Linked DNA regions of Pan troglodytes: regions 1 and 3 are each linked to region 2. A link is a contact called in public Hi-C and HiChIP or PLAC-seq data. All regions are on one chromosome and are shown on one strand. Each heading gives the region's core, a stretch centred on a gene start, on an enhancer-like site or on the middle of the called end of the contact. The rest is flanking DNA. Distances are from core to core; before and after follow the strand shown.

Region 1 (3,685 bases), core at 198-2,697, 390 kb before region 2:
TTTATTATTCTTGCCAAACAGTTCAAGACATCATTTTACTCCTAAATACTTTAGCAGATACCTGCTAGAAACAAGGACATTATCTTGCAGAATCCCAGTAAAATGATCAAGTTCAGAAAAACTAGCATGATACTATCTTACTATCTAACATCGCGTCTATATTTGAATTTCACCAATTATCCCAATAATGTCCTTTACATTTTTCTGGTTGGAGATCCAGTCCAGAATCACCCATTGCCTTTAATAGTGATGTGCCTCAGCCTCTTTGTCTTTCACACCATTGATATTTTTGAAGAATACAGGTCAATTGTTTTGTAGGATGCCCCTTAATGTGAGTTTGTTTGATGCTTCTTCATGATTAGATTCCATTTACGTATTTTTAGCAGGTAAATGATATGTGTCTTTTTCAGGAGACCATATCAGGAGGCTCATGGTGTCTGTGTGTCTCATGATTGGGGATATAAACTTTTATTTGTTTTATTTTTTGTATATTTTAAACTGTAACAAAAACATGCATCTCCAAATGTGTTTCTATTCAAATTTTATCACAAAGAACATTCATAATGAGCTAATCTGCTCTAGGTTACCTTGACTGAACGCAGACCAGAGTATTCAGTCTCTCCTGCCGGCTGTGCATATACCTGAACTTTGCTCAAGTGTGTCATTGATTAATAATGTTGTAACTGCACATTGGCCTAGAAATGCTGAATGTAAAGTTGTATGGGTAACAAATTACTGCTTAGTTATACAAACAAGAATTTGCTTGACACGGTACAATGAAAACAACATACAAAAGTAAACTGGAATCCTGAGGCTAATAGTGAGCCCCATTGAGCAGATTTGGGTTCATCATGAGAGCATCAATGCCTAATTTTATACTAATTTGGACTTATACAAGAAATTAATAAAATACCCTTTGCATATGTTGTATATGTGTTTTATATGTTGGGTTCCTATATAAGATGTTGATTAAAATGAGGATCTCTTACTTTGGCCATTTGGAAACCACATTGTATCCCACCATAGCTCCTAACCACTGTACAATTTCTGCAACTCTCTCATCATCTGCAAGCCGTGATGTTTCTTTTCCTGGTACCTGGGATTTTGCCCTAATTTTTAACACCTACAGAGCTCAGGGAACACACATATATAATTTACCAAAAGGTTTTGGGGTGTGGTCCCTGGATGCTCCAAAGTGCACACAGTTTGAGATTTCTTTCTTTCCTTCTTGAAGTTCAGTTCTGCTTATGTTAAAACATGCCAATACAAACATTAGGAATACAACCATACCCTATGCAATAACCTACTTAGCCACTGACCAACACCTCCACAAATGACCCAACCATAGGACACCTACCTTATTCCAGAGCTTTTATTCCACAAATGAGGACACTGATATCGAGACAGGTGGATCTCCTCCTTCTGAAGGACAGCTGCTAACGGTAGTCAGATGCAACCCAGCTCTGCTGGTGCCAGGGATTGGGGTGGTTTTCTGATGGCAGAGGCAGTCCCTCAGGAGGTGACAAAGCTACTTTCCTTTCTCTTAGCAAGTGTGGGTGGCTGGCAGCTGAAGCAGGCCTTGGGCAAGGTCCTTCAGTCTGGTTTACTCATCTCAAACTCAGCCAGAGTTGAAGCCCAGCCAGGTCCTTGGAGGCCTCTAGATTTCCTCATAGATTTTGTAATAGAAGATGTCCTAACAGAAACACAGAACTGAATAAATGTAGATACATTAGAAAGTCATTTATTTAAAAAAAATAGCTGGGCATGGTGTCATACACCTGTAGTCCCAGCTGCTCAGGAGGCTGAGGCTGGAGGATTGCTTGAGCCCAGGAGTTTGAGGTTGCAGTGAGCTGTGATTGCACCACTGCACTCCAGCCTGGGTGACAGAGGGAGAATTTGTCTCTAGAAAAAGAAAAAAAAAAAAAAAAAGAAAGAAAGTCATTTGTAGTATATTTTCTTTGGGAAAATACATTGAGTTCAAAAAGAATTTTCCAAGCTCAACCAATGTATCAATAAATTGGAGACTACTTACAACTCACTTCATTCCACTGAACCAGTATGGATTTCATATTTATATATGCGAAGTAGTACAATAGTTATTTGGTGGATGCAAAAAGAATGGTCCCATGCTCAAGACATCCGCAATAATCCTGGAGAGATGATACAAAGATATATTTAAAACTTAATAATCATATAAGGTAATGTCTGATGACATGCTCGGATGAGTGGAAGGGAAAATGGGCCACTGAAGAATGGAGGTAGTCAGACATGGTTGAACGCTGCGGCTCCTAAGTCAAATGACCTGCGTGAAACCGCAGCTGCTCCACTTCCTAGTCGTTTGGCAAGTTTCTTAAAAGTTCTCTAAGGCGCTGAGAACAGCTCTGGGCATTTTTGGTGCCCCCAAAATGTTAGCCATTATTATTACCTCTCAGTCTGTGCTTGAACCACCACTTCAAGAATGGGCAGGGTGTGAGTAGAGAGGCGGGAGTGGGTTTTGGAGCAGGGTGACAGAATCATAATGAATTGTCCTCGCGAAAAGCTCCACGAACTACTTTTCTAACTTTGTTGGCAGCTACCAAGTGTGGGCGGCAGGCAGCCATCCTCTTGGCCGCCTGAGATCCCAGCGCCTGTCCCCAGGGGGCGCTGTCACCCAGCTGCCGCCGCCCGGCCCAGCGCGCGTCCCCGCCGCCCACCCGCGCGTGCGCGCCGCCCAGGTGAAGAGGCGGCGGCCAGGGCCGCGGCTGGGGCGGGCTCCTCAGTGGGCCGGGAGGGGCGGAGCCGGGAGGCCCGGGCGGGGCGGAGCCGGGACGAGCCCCAGGCTGGAGGCGGGACCAGCCGCCGCCGTCTCCGTCTCGGTGTCCCGGCCCCTACAGCGCCCGGCAGCCGCGGCGGGAGGAGCGGAAACTGTCGGGCGCGTCCCGTTCGGAGCCGCGCCGGCCGAGAAGGCGCCGAGGAGCAGCGAGGCGGCCTCCGTCCGGCCCGGACCCGCCGAGCGGCGTGCGCGCCCCCTCCCCGTAGCCTCGCGGCGCGGCCTCGCCCCGGCCCCTCCCGAGCTCATCGCGGGCCCACGGAGCGGCCCCGGAGGCCCGAGCGCGCCCACCTGAGCCCCCGCGCTGGCGCCATGGCGGAGCAGGAGAGCCTGGAATTCGGCAAGGCAGACTTCGTGCTGATGGACACCGTCTCCATGCCCGAGTTCATGGCCAACCTCAGGCTCAGGTGAGGGCGGAGCGGCCGCGCGCAGGGGCGCGAGGCTGCGCTTTCCCGAGAGGGGGCGCCTCGGGGCGCGGCCGGATCCGGGGTGTCGGGGGCGCCCAAGCTCCAGGGATGGAGGCGCGGCCGGGCTGCAGTGTCCGGGGGTCTGCCGAGCTCCGCGGCTGCGCTTTCCCGAGAGCGGACGCCCCTGGGGTGCGGCCGCTTTGGGGTGCGGGGGGCGTGTCGAGCTCAAGGGCCGCGCTTCCCTGAGAGGGGAGCCCTGGGCGCTGTCCGGGGTTTAGGTGCAGGGGGTGTGCCGCGCGGGAGGGCGCGCTTCCCCGCGCCAGGTGAGGGATGTGGGCGGGCCGGTGACCTCATGGAAACTGAAGGGAAATAACTTGAACGAGAGTTGCGGTGGCCCCGAAGGCCCTAGGAGGACTGGAGGATTATTTTGGAGAGAGGCTGGCGTCTCATCCCGGCTTTACACTTGCTT
Region 2 (3,909 bases), core at 592-3,091:
AAAAGAAAAACTCACCCAGGAAAGCTGTCCCCAGCTTCACCCGACCTCTTTAGCTGGGACCCAAATTGAGAGAAATTAATGAGTCAAACCAGCTCATCGGCCAATACCACCAACGTGGCTGGGAGCAGCAGACAAGGGGGTAGGGGGGCGAGTTCCATTTATCCACTAAAGAAAACCCCTTCTCCCTAAAAAAAGAAAACAGCAAATCAGGGCGGTGTGTGGTCAAACGACCAGACACAATCTTTCCACTAGACCCGCTCAGCTTCGCCTCGCCTAGATTGAAGATGTCCCCGGGTGGCGGGGATCTTGCCTCACGACCCCACTGGCAGCTCAGTTAGGGTGGCTGGCTCCAGGAGCCTCTGGGAGAGTGAATAACTCCACACAGGAGCCAGAAAAGGGCCTCCAACCAGAAACCCCAATTCCTCCCTGGGCCAGGCAGCCAGAGGCCCCTCTCTAGCTCCATACAGGGTGCAGCCGGCAGCCTTGCCTACCCTGGACCCAGCAAGGGCACAGGCGGCAGGGGCAGGTGAGTCCTTTGAGTTCCCCAAAGTGGGAGGTCAGTGGCCTGGGTGGCTCTGAATACATCTTCTGGGTTTTGCGCAAGGCTCGTGAGTTCAAAAGTGCCCAGAGTTCTTGGCAGGGATGAAAAAAACCCCAGGGAGAGACTGTGGGAAAGGTGAGGCCCTTGGTGGCTTTGCTAGACACATACTGTACACAAAACTGATTTAATAATAAATTCTTAAAAATGCATTGAATCCTTGAGCCATGACGCAGGCTACAGTGCTCACCGATCCAGGCCTAGGAGGAGCCGCTTCTTGTCCTCCTGGCCGCTCTCGTTCTTCAGGTCGGAGAAGACCTGTGTGAAGTAGTGTGGGTCGGCATTTATCTGCAGCATCTTTGAGCTCATGAGGTTGATGACAGAGAGGCAACGGTCCCAAAAGGCCTCCTTGCAGCTCTCCACCAGGAAGGGCTTGAGCGGGTAGGAGATCTCGTTGCCCATGTAGGAGTAGGAGAGGTACAGGCATGTCAGCAGGACGGCCTGGAGCTCGTGATCCGAGCCCACCTCGGAGGAGATAACATCCCTGCAGAGCATGTAGAGGAAGACCACGTTGGCCGGCGTGATGAAGCCCTGGTCCTGCCAGCCCTGCAGAAGCAGCGAGCGGTCCACGCTGCGCAGCCAGAGCACGGGGTCCGTGGGGGACAGGTGCTTCAGGCGGTAGCACCGGCGGCAGAGAAACTCACCCAGGCAGCGAAGCAGCTCACTGGTGGACGCCTGGACGATGACCCGTTTGGGCGTCCCTGCGGAGGTGACGGCAGGGTGAGGGGCTTTCTTGACTGAGGAGGAGCCCCCGGTCTGGGAACCCGAGAGCTGGCTGGCCGGGGGTGCAGGCGGCTGGGCCGGTGGGGGCTGGGCGAATGTGGACAGGTTGGCGCACGACAGCGACTTCTTCAGGTTCTCATTGTTGAGGTGCGTGATGTTGTTCTGGTAGCTGCTGTTGGGCTGCACCTTCTTGGAGTTCTTCTTCTTGGCCGACACGGCCACGATTCTCTTCCAAGGCAGCACGGAGATGATGGAGTGGCGCTTCAGGTTCTTGTCCTTGGCGTTCTTGCTGTTCTGTACGGCCGTATAGTGGCCCACGGTGGCCGCGCCATCCTCAAACAGCGTGGCCTTCCGGTAGCTGGGAGACAGGGACAGCACCGTGCCCATGGTGCTGCTGCGCGCCGGGCGGGGGCTCGCGCCCCTGCGCGCCCAGCCTGCCGGCCGGAGGGATAAAACCGCTCACCGAGCCTGCGGCGGCCCCGGAGAGGAGGCGGGGGCGCTCCCGGGAAGCGTGCTGCCCCCTTGGATCTGCCTGAAAAACAAGATGGTTCTTAGCGCCAGGCTGGGCTCCGCGCCGCGCCCCTGCGCCCCTCCGCCCCGCGCCTCGGCGCACCCCGCCGCCCCAGTCCCGGGCCCTACCCGCGCCCCCGCGACGCAGCCTCGCCGCCTCCACTGCAGCACCCCCGCCCGCCGCCGCCGCTGCGGTCCCCAGGCGCAGCCGGGAGGGGCCCGGGCGCCGACGGAGGCGGCCGAGGACCCCCGCCTGGACACCCCGCACGGGCGCGACCCCGGTCCCCGCTCCCCAGGGCCAAGGACGGCCGCCCAGCGCAGGCTTACCCGGCAGGCGGCAGCTCCTGCGCTCCGCGCCCTCCGCAATGCGCGCCGCGGCCCCGCCGCCGCGGTCCCGGCGCTCGGCGGCGCTCGGGGGCGCTCGGCGGGGATCGGCTGGGCTCGCGCTCGGCGGCGGCGACGGCGGCGGCAGCTAGGGAGCTTCTGTCCAAGGTTCTGCAGGCACCGCGGCCCCGCCCCCCGCTCGGCCGCCCGCACCTTCGCCGCCGCCGCCGCGCTCGCGCTCCCGCTTCCGGCGCGCGCCTCAGCGCCCTGCCTCGCGGGGCGCGCGCGCCGTCCACGCTCCGGCGTGGTCTCGCCGGGGAGTCGCGGCCGTTGGTGTCCTCAGCTCGAGCCGCGCACGGTGCGGGTAGGACGCGGCAACGAGCGGGAGGCACCTCTACGCGCCGGGCCCCATCTAGGAGCCGGACTCCGCGGCTGCGGCGGGACACGCGGCGTCGGCCCGCCCCGCCCCTGGGGGCCGCCCCTCCCGCACAGCTCGCCGCCCGCTCCGCGCCGCCGCCCTACAGCAGCCCGGCCGCCTGAGAGTCCTCGGCGCCCGCGCAACCCAACTCTGCCGACGCGGGGCGGGCGCCGAGCAGGGCGGAGCCGAGGGCCGACCCCGCCCGCGTCCCGCCCAGACACGTGCTGCCTTTGTTCCCGCCGCGGCGCCCGCAGCTGCCGGCCGCGGGGGCACTCTCGGCCGAGTCCCTGCCCTGGCAGCGCGCGGCCCGCCGTCTCTGAGGCTGCCGCCCTGGCCTGGTGAGGAGCCCTCCGCCGAGGCCAGGGTCCGGAGCTCCCTCCTTCCACCTGACATCCCCGTCCCTGTGGAAAGCAGCCAGGGAGCGCGGGGAAGAAGGCCCTGGGCGGGGAGAGGCGACGCCTTTACTGAGGCCTCCCGAGTGCCACGCGCACCTCGAGTGGACAGTCCAATCGGTTCTGGCCACCCTTCCGGGGCCTCCGTTCCCTCATCCTGGGTAGATGCCCGCGGCCGAAGTGGGCCTCAGAAATCCAAGCCAGAGAAGCATGGCCCGTAGCCAAGCCTGAGCCCGCCACAAATATGACCTCTAAGTTCCCACTCGCCCTCTTATTTGTCATATTAAAGCTGAAGCACCTGCCCCTCCGGCCACCTTTCTGACCCTCTTAAACGTTTTCAATTCTAAGTATGTATAATTTGAGAACTTGATGCTAGCGAAATTGAGTAAAATTCTGTTTCTGAAAGCTGTTCCTGTCAGATGTGAATCCAGATCCTTCACAAAGGCCGTTGTTCATTTACTATTTTACCTTGTTTCTGGAGATCGAGTCAAAACTGACCACAAACCTGGGGAACAGGAAACTTAAGCCCTGTCTTAATCCAGATTATCTCTGGACCTAGAGATGAGGGAGTGGCTCTCCAGAGGAGAGGATGCCACCCAGTTACCTGACCACTCCAGCGGACTAGGCTTTCACCCTGCGCCAGCCCTGTCAACTGTCCTAGGGGGAACAGAAAGGGAATCTGGCATCATTCAAAATGGTGTAATCAAGGCAGAAAGTGCTGGGTTTTGTTTATGTGCCACTCAGATTTCTGTCAATAGGAATTCCAGGCTTTAGGAACCTTGGGGGGCAGGCATACAGTGGAAATGCATTGCTCTGTACCCAGAGGGCTACTTTGTCCACAGCCTTTCAGAACATCCACAGCAGCTGTTATGGGAACTCAGAAGAGGAAGGCAGGCCCCCAGTTCAGTGCGCCCCTCCCTGTGAATGTTCCTCAGTGTACAAGC
Region 3 (4,001 bases), core at 1,208-3,707, 430 kb before region 2:
CCTCTTGCCAGTTTTCACTCAGGAGACTCTCATCTATTTCTTTTTCTCATAGAATTCTTTTATTTGTGTACAAAAGAAGAATGAAAGAAGTCCGTGCATTTGTATATACTAGTGTGTGCACACAATTTTTTTTAGTATGAACACATCGATAGGCACAAACACACATAAAATGTAACTTGATAACAGTAGCTGCCTCTGGAGAGAGGAACTGAAGAACAGGGGTCTTTCACACCTATTTTAAACTCATAAGCCAGAAGAACAAGGGCATCTCACAGAAGTACATATTCACTGTTATTTCATTGTAGGCCTCCTGCTTGCCTCTCTTTGTGCAAGCATTCTTCCCTCTCTGGGCTTTAATTTCCCCACGTGAAAAAAAGACACTCTGACTTAGGAGTCCTTAGAATACCAGGAGGGTGCTTTTCCTCTATTTGCACTTAATTCTATCCTCCATGTCTCGGAGGGTCCAAACGCTCTCAGTCACCATTCACTAAGTATTTATTGATCATCTACTATGCATCATGCACTGGAGATTGGAGATAGATAGGACAGAGACCCTGATCTTAAGGAGCTGGTGGGAGAGGCAGACAGGTGACAAAGCACTTGAACTCCATGTGCCTGTGCTTCCTGCAGAAGAACACAGAAAAGAGAGTAACTGTGCTTGCATGACACTTTCTGGGAACTGACACTTTCACAGGAGTGGTGAGGCTAGAGCTGGGTTTTGAAGGATGAGCAGGAGTTTGCCAGGTAGACAAGGTTGGGACATGCCTGGCTTAAAGTGCCAAGGAAGCCTTTCTCAAAGGGCTCACAGAGCTGCTCTCCCATCTCGAGCTCACTGGACCACAAGAAGGAGAAGGCTGGCATCTGCCTCTTCTGTGTGTGTCGCTGATTTTGTGAGAGGTAGGTGGGGGAGGGGGGTAATTCTCAGGGTAATTCTCTACGTGTGTGTTTCTCTTTACTGTCCTTTTATCCACCTCCTTTTGGCCTTTGTGTTTTCTGCCTCCTCTTATGTCTGCCTTTATCTCTGTTTCTCTCTCCAGGCATCTTTCCCTCTGCTGCTCCCGTCTCCCCCTTCTCAGTGTCTCTCCTTCCCCTCCCCCGGTCCCAGGCCTCCAAGACCACCCACTTGGTTTCCTCTCTCTTCCTGTGCGTTCTGAGTGTTTCTCTGAGCGTGTTTCTCTGGGTGTGTGTGAGCTGAGTGTGCTTCTGTGTTTCTCCGTGTGTGTTTGTGTTAGTGTGCGTGAGCTGTGTTTTTCTGTTTCTGTGTGTGTGAGCTGTTTCTCAGTGTGCTTCTGAGTGTGTGAGCTGTGTTTCTCAGAGTGTGTTTCTGAGTGTGAGCTGTGTTTCTGAGTGTTTTCTGAATGTGCTTGTGTGAGCTGTTTATCTTGAGTGTGCTTGAGTGGGTGTGAGCTGATTGTGTTTCTCAGAGTATGTTTCTGTGTGTGAGCTGAATGTTTCTCCGAGTGTGCTTCTGTGTGTGAGCTGAGTGTTTATCTTGAGTGTGCTTCTGAGTGCGTGTGTTTCTGAGTGTGTGTGAACTGAATGTTTCTCCGAGTGTGCTTCTGTGTGAGCTGAGTGTTTATCTTGAGTGTGCTTCTGAGTGCGTGTGTTTCTGAGTGTGTGTGAACTGAATGTTTCTTAGTGTGCTTGTGTGTGTGACCTGAGTGTTTATCTTAAGTGTGCTTCTCAGTGCGTGCGAGCTGAGTGTGTTTCTCGGAGCGTGTGTTCGTGGTCCTTCTCTGCAGTCTGCGTGGCGTTTCTTTGTGTTTTTCTTTCTCTATTCTTCCCTGCGTACTGAAGAGTAAGTTTTCCTGTTTTTCTCCGTCTCTTTCTCTCTCCCTTACTTTCCCCCTTCCCCTCCGGTTCCAGAACCACAAGGCCAGAACAGACCCAAGACCCAACCCGCTTCCCCGTGCTCGTCCACCCAGGACGCCCACTCCGTCCCCGGGAGGGAGGGACCCCCAGCCCGCCCGGGACGCGCCGCACGGGCCCCGGAGCGCTCCGGGGCGCGGCTCCTACTCCTTTCCCCAACTTCGGGCGCGCGGCCCCGCGGCGAGAACAAAGCTGCGGCACCCGCCTCCCCTCTCCCCGGCAGCCGGGCCAGGCCCCGCGCCCCCCGCGTCCCCTTCCCCGACTCGCCGCGGCCCGCCGGGCCCGGCGGGGCTCACCCACCTCAGGCTGCGGCTCCCGGGCGCATCCCGCGACTGCCCCGCCGATGGCAAAGTCCGGGCGCGGGCGCGGGCCTGCAGCGGAGCATGCCGGGAAGCGCCGCGGCCCTAGGAATCCAGCCTCGCGCCCCCGCGCCCCGGCCCCGGCCCCCGGCCCGCGCCAAATCCCCGCCGCCAGGCGCCGCCGTCACCGCCAGGCCCCCCGGCGGCCGGGGCAGCTGGGAGGCGGGCCCTGGCGACCCAACACCCCTTCCTCGCGCCCCCGCGGTGGCCCGTCCGGGCGGCAGACGGAGAGGGGAGCGGAGGGTCCCTGCCTGCGCCCCGCCCCGGGCTGGCGGTCCCAGGCGGCGAGCGCCGATGGGTTCCGCAGGGGGGCTGGCGGCGGAGCCAGTGTGCTCCGCCACGGACTGTCCCATTGAAACCCTGCCTCTGCCACTCACTAGCTATGGGCAACTTAGTTCAGCCTTTGTGCCTCGGTCTGTAAAACGGGGCTGCTGCTTGTCAGCATCCTCAGAGTTGGTATTAGGAATGATGGGATGCAGGATGCATCGGACGGCCTGGCCCAGGGTAAAGAGTGAATCGAGAGTCGCTCTTATTTACAGCCTGACCCACGGGTCAGTGACAAGCAGGCCCACCCCTGGCGACTGCCTAGCCAGGGGCAAGAGTACAAATGCAGAGCCCTTGCTAGTAGTCTTGCTGCTTCTATTCCCACACGACTCCATCCCATACATACTGAAGGGGGTCTACTGGTTCAGGCAAACACACACCCTCTACCCTGCCATCCTTCATTCTAACGATACTCAGGCCAGGCAGGGCAGGCTGCCCTGGGTGGATGGAAGTCAGACCTTGGAAGCAGGCTCAGGGCTGTTTACACAGGGATTTCCGGAGTCCAGGGTACCAGGAGCATGATCTAGAAGGGAACATACGCTCCAGCTGGAGTGGGCCAACTAAAGCACGGGGTTCAGGGCAGGATCCCAGTGGTCCAGGTCTCAGGTCAGTATCGGTGACAGTTAACAAAGGATACAGATTGGGTCCTAGGCCGCTTGACACAGGGTCTGCAAACTGGTACCCCCAAGGCCACATCCAGCCCACAGAGGTGGTTTTTTTGGGTTCATACTTTTGTTGTTTTATTTTAATTTTTTTGAGACAGAGTCTCACTCAGTCGCCCAGGCTGGAGTGCTGTGGCACAGTCTTGGCTGTTTACGGGTGGAGGGTGTCCAGGTTCTTGCCTTTATTTTTTATTTATTTATTTATTTTTTGAAACAGAGTCTGGCTCTGTTGCCCAGGCTGGAGTGCAATGGCACGATCTCAGCTCACTGAAACCTCTGCCTCCTGGGTTCAAGCGATTCTCCTGCCTCAGCCTCCCAAGTAGCTGGGATTACAGGTGTGCGCCACCACGTCCCACTAAATTTTTTTGTTATTTTTAGTAGAGACGGGGTTTCGCCACGTTGGCCGGGCTGGTCTGGAACTCCTGACCTCAGGTGATCCACCCACCTCAGCTTCCCAAAGTGCTGGGATTATAGGCGTGAGCCACCGCACCCGGCCGGTTCTTGTCATTTTGAACAAAGAATTAGACAAAAGGCACAAGCAAAGCAAGTAAAGAAAGAATGAAGCAACAAAAGCAGAGATTTATTGAAAACAAAAGTGCATTCCACAGGGTGGGAGCAGGCCCCAGCATATGGGCTCAAGAGCCCCTGCTGTAGAATCTTCTGGGGTCCAAATACCTCCTAGAGGTTTCCCATTGGCCACTTGGCGTTCACCCCATGTAAATAAAGTGGTGCCACAATTAGTCTGATTGGTTGTGGAAAGCAACCAATCAGAGGCTGAAGTGAAGTT

The links. A called contact is a pair of places that touch in the nucleus more often than the background predicts. HiChIP or PLAC-seq counts read pairs in DNA pulled down with a chosen protein or histone mark.
Region 1: a contact with region 2 is called in an H3K4me3 HiChIP or PLAC-seq map of stem cell-derived excitatory neurons, with 7 times the contacts expected there. The contact joins the promoter of LOC107969199 here to the promoter of CDK5R1 in region 2. A contact is called at or near these places in 1 of 7 Hi-C or Micro-C datasets (stem cell-derived neural progenitor cells) and 1 of 1 datasets of contacts at active chromatin or transcription factors (stem cell-derived excitatory neurons).
Region 3: a Hi-C map of stem cell-derived neural progenitor cells shows a contact between it and region 2, with 2.2 times the contacts expected there. The contact joins the promoter of TMEM98 here to the promoter of CDK5R1 in region 2. A contact is called at or near these places in 1 of 7 Hi-C or Micro-C datasets (stem cell-derived neural progenitor cells) and 1 of 1 datasets of contacts at active chromatin or transcription factors (stem cell-derived excitatory neurons).

What each region holds. Positions count from the first base shown.
Region 1 is chr19:34,711,835-34,715,519 of NHGRI_mPanTro3-v2.0_pri, forward strand. LOC107969199 (histone H2A.N) reads right to left here and starts at 1,448. Exons shown (of 2, transcript XR_010152911.1): 1 at 1,358-1,448. MYO1D (myosin ID) reads left to right here and starts at 2,870. Exons shown (of 22, transcript XM_511404.8): 1 at 2,870-3,216. The coding sequence starts at 3,122.
Region 2 is chr19:35,100,871-35,104,779 of NHGRI_mPanTro3-v2.0_pri, forward strand. CDK5R1 (cyclin dependent kinase 5 regulatory subunit 1) reads right to left here and starts at 1,842. Exons shown (of 1, transcript XM_016932024.4): 1 at 1-1,842. The coding sequence starts at 1,708. The coding sequence ends at 785.
Region 3 is chr19:34,669,602-34,673,602 of NHGRI_mPanTro3-v2.0_pri, forward strand. It overlaps TMEM98 (transmembrane protein 98), which reads right to left and starts at 2,458. Exons shown (of 7, transcript XM_001174599.6): 1 at 2,170-2,458.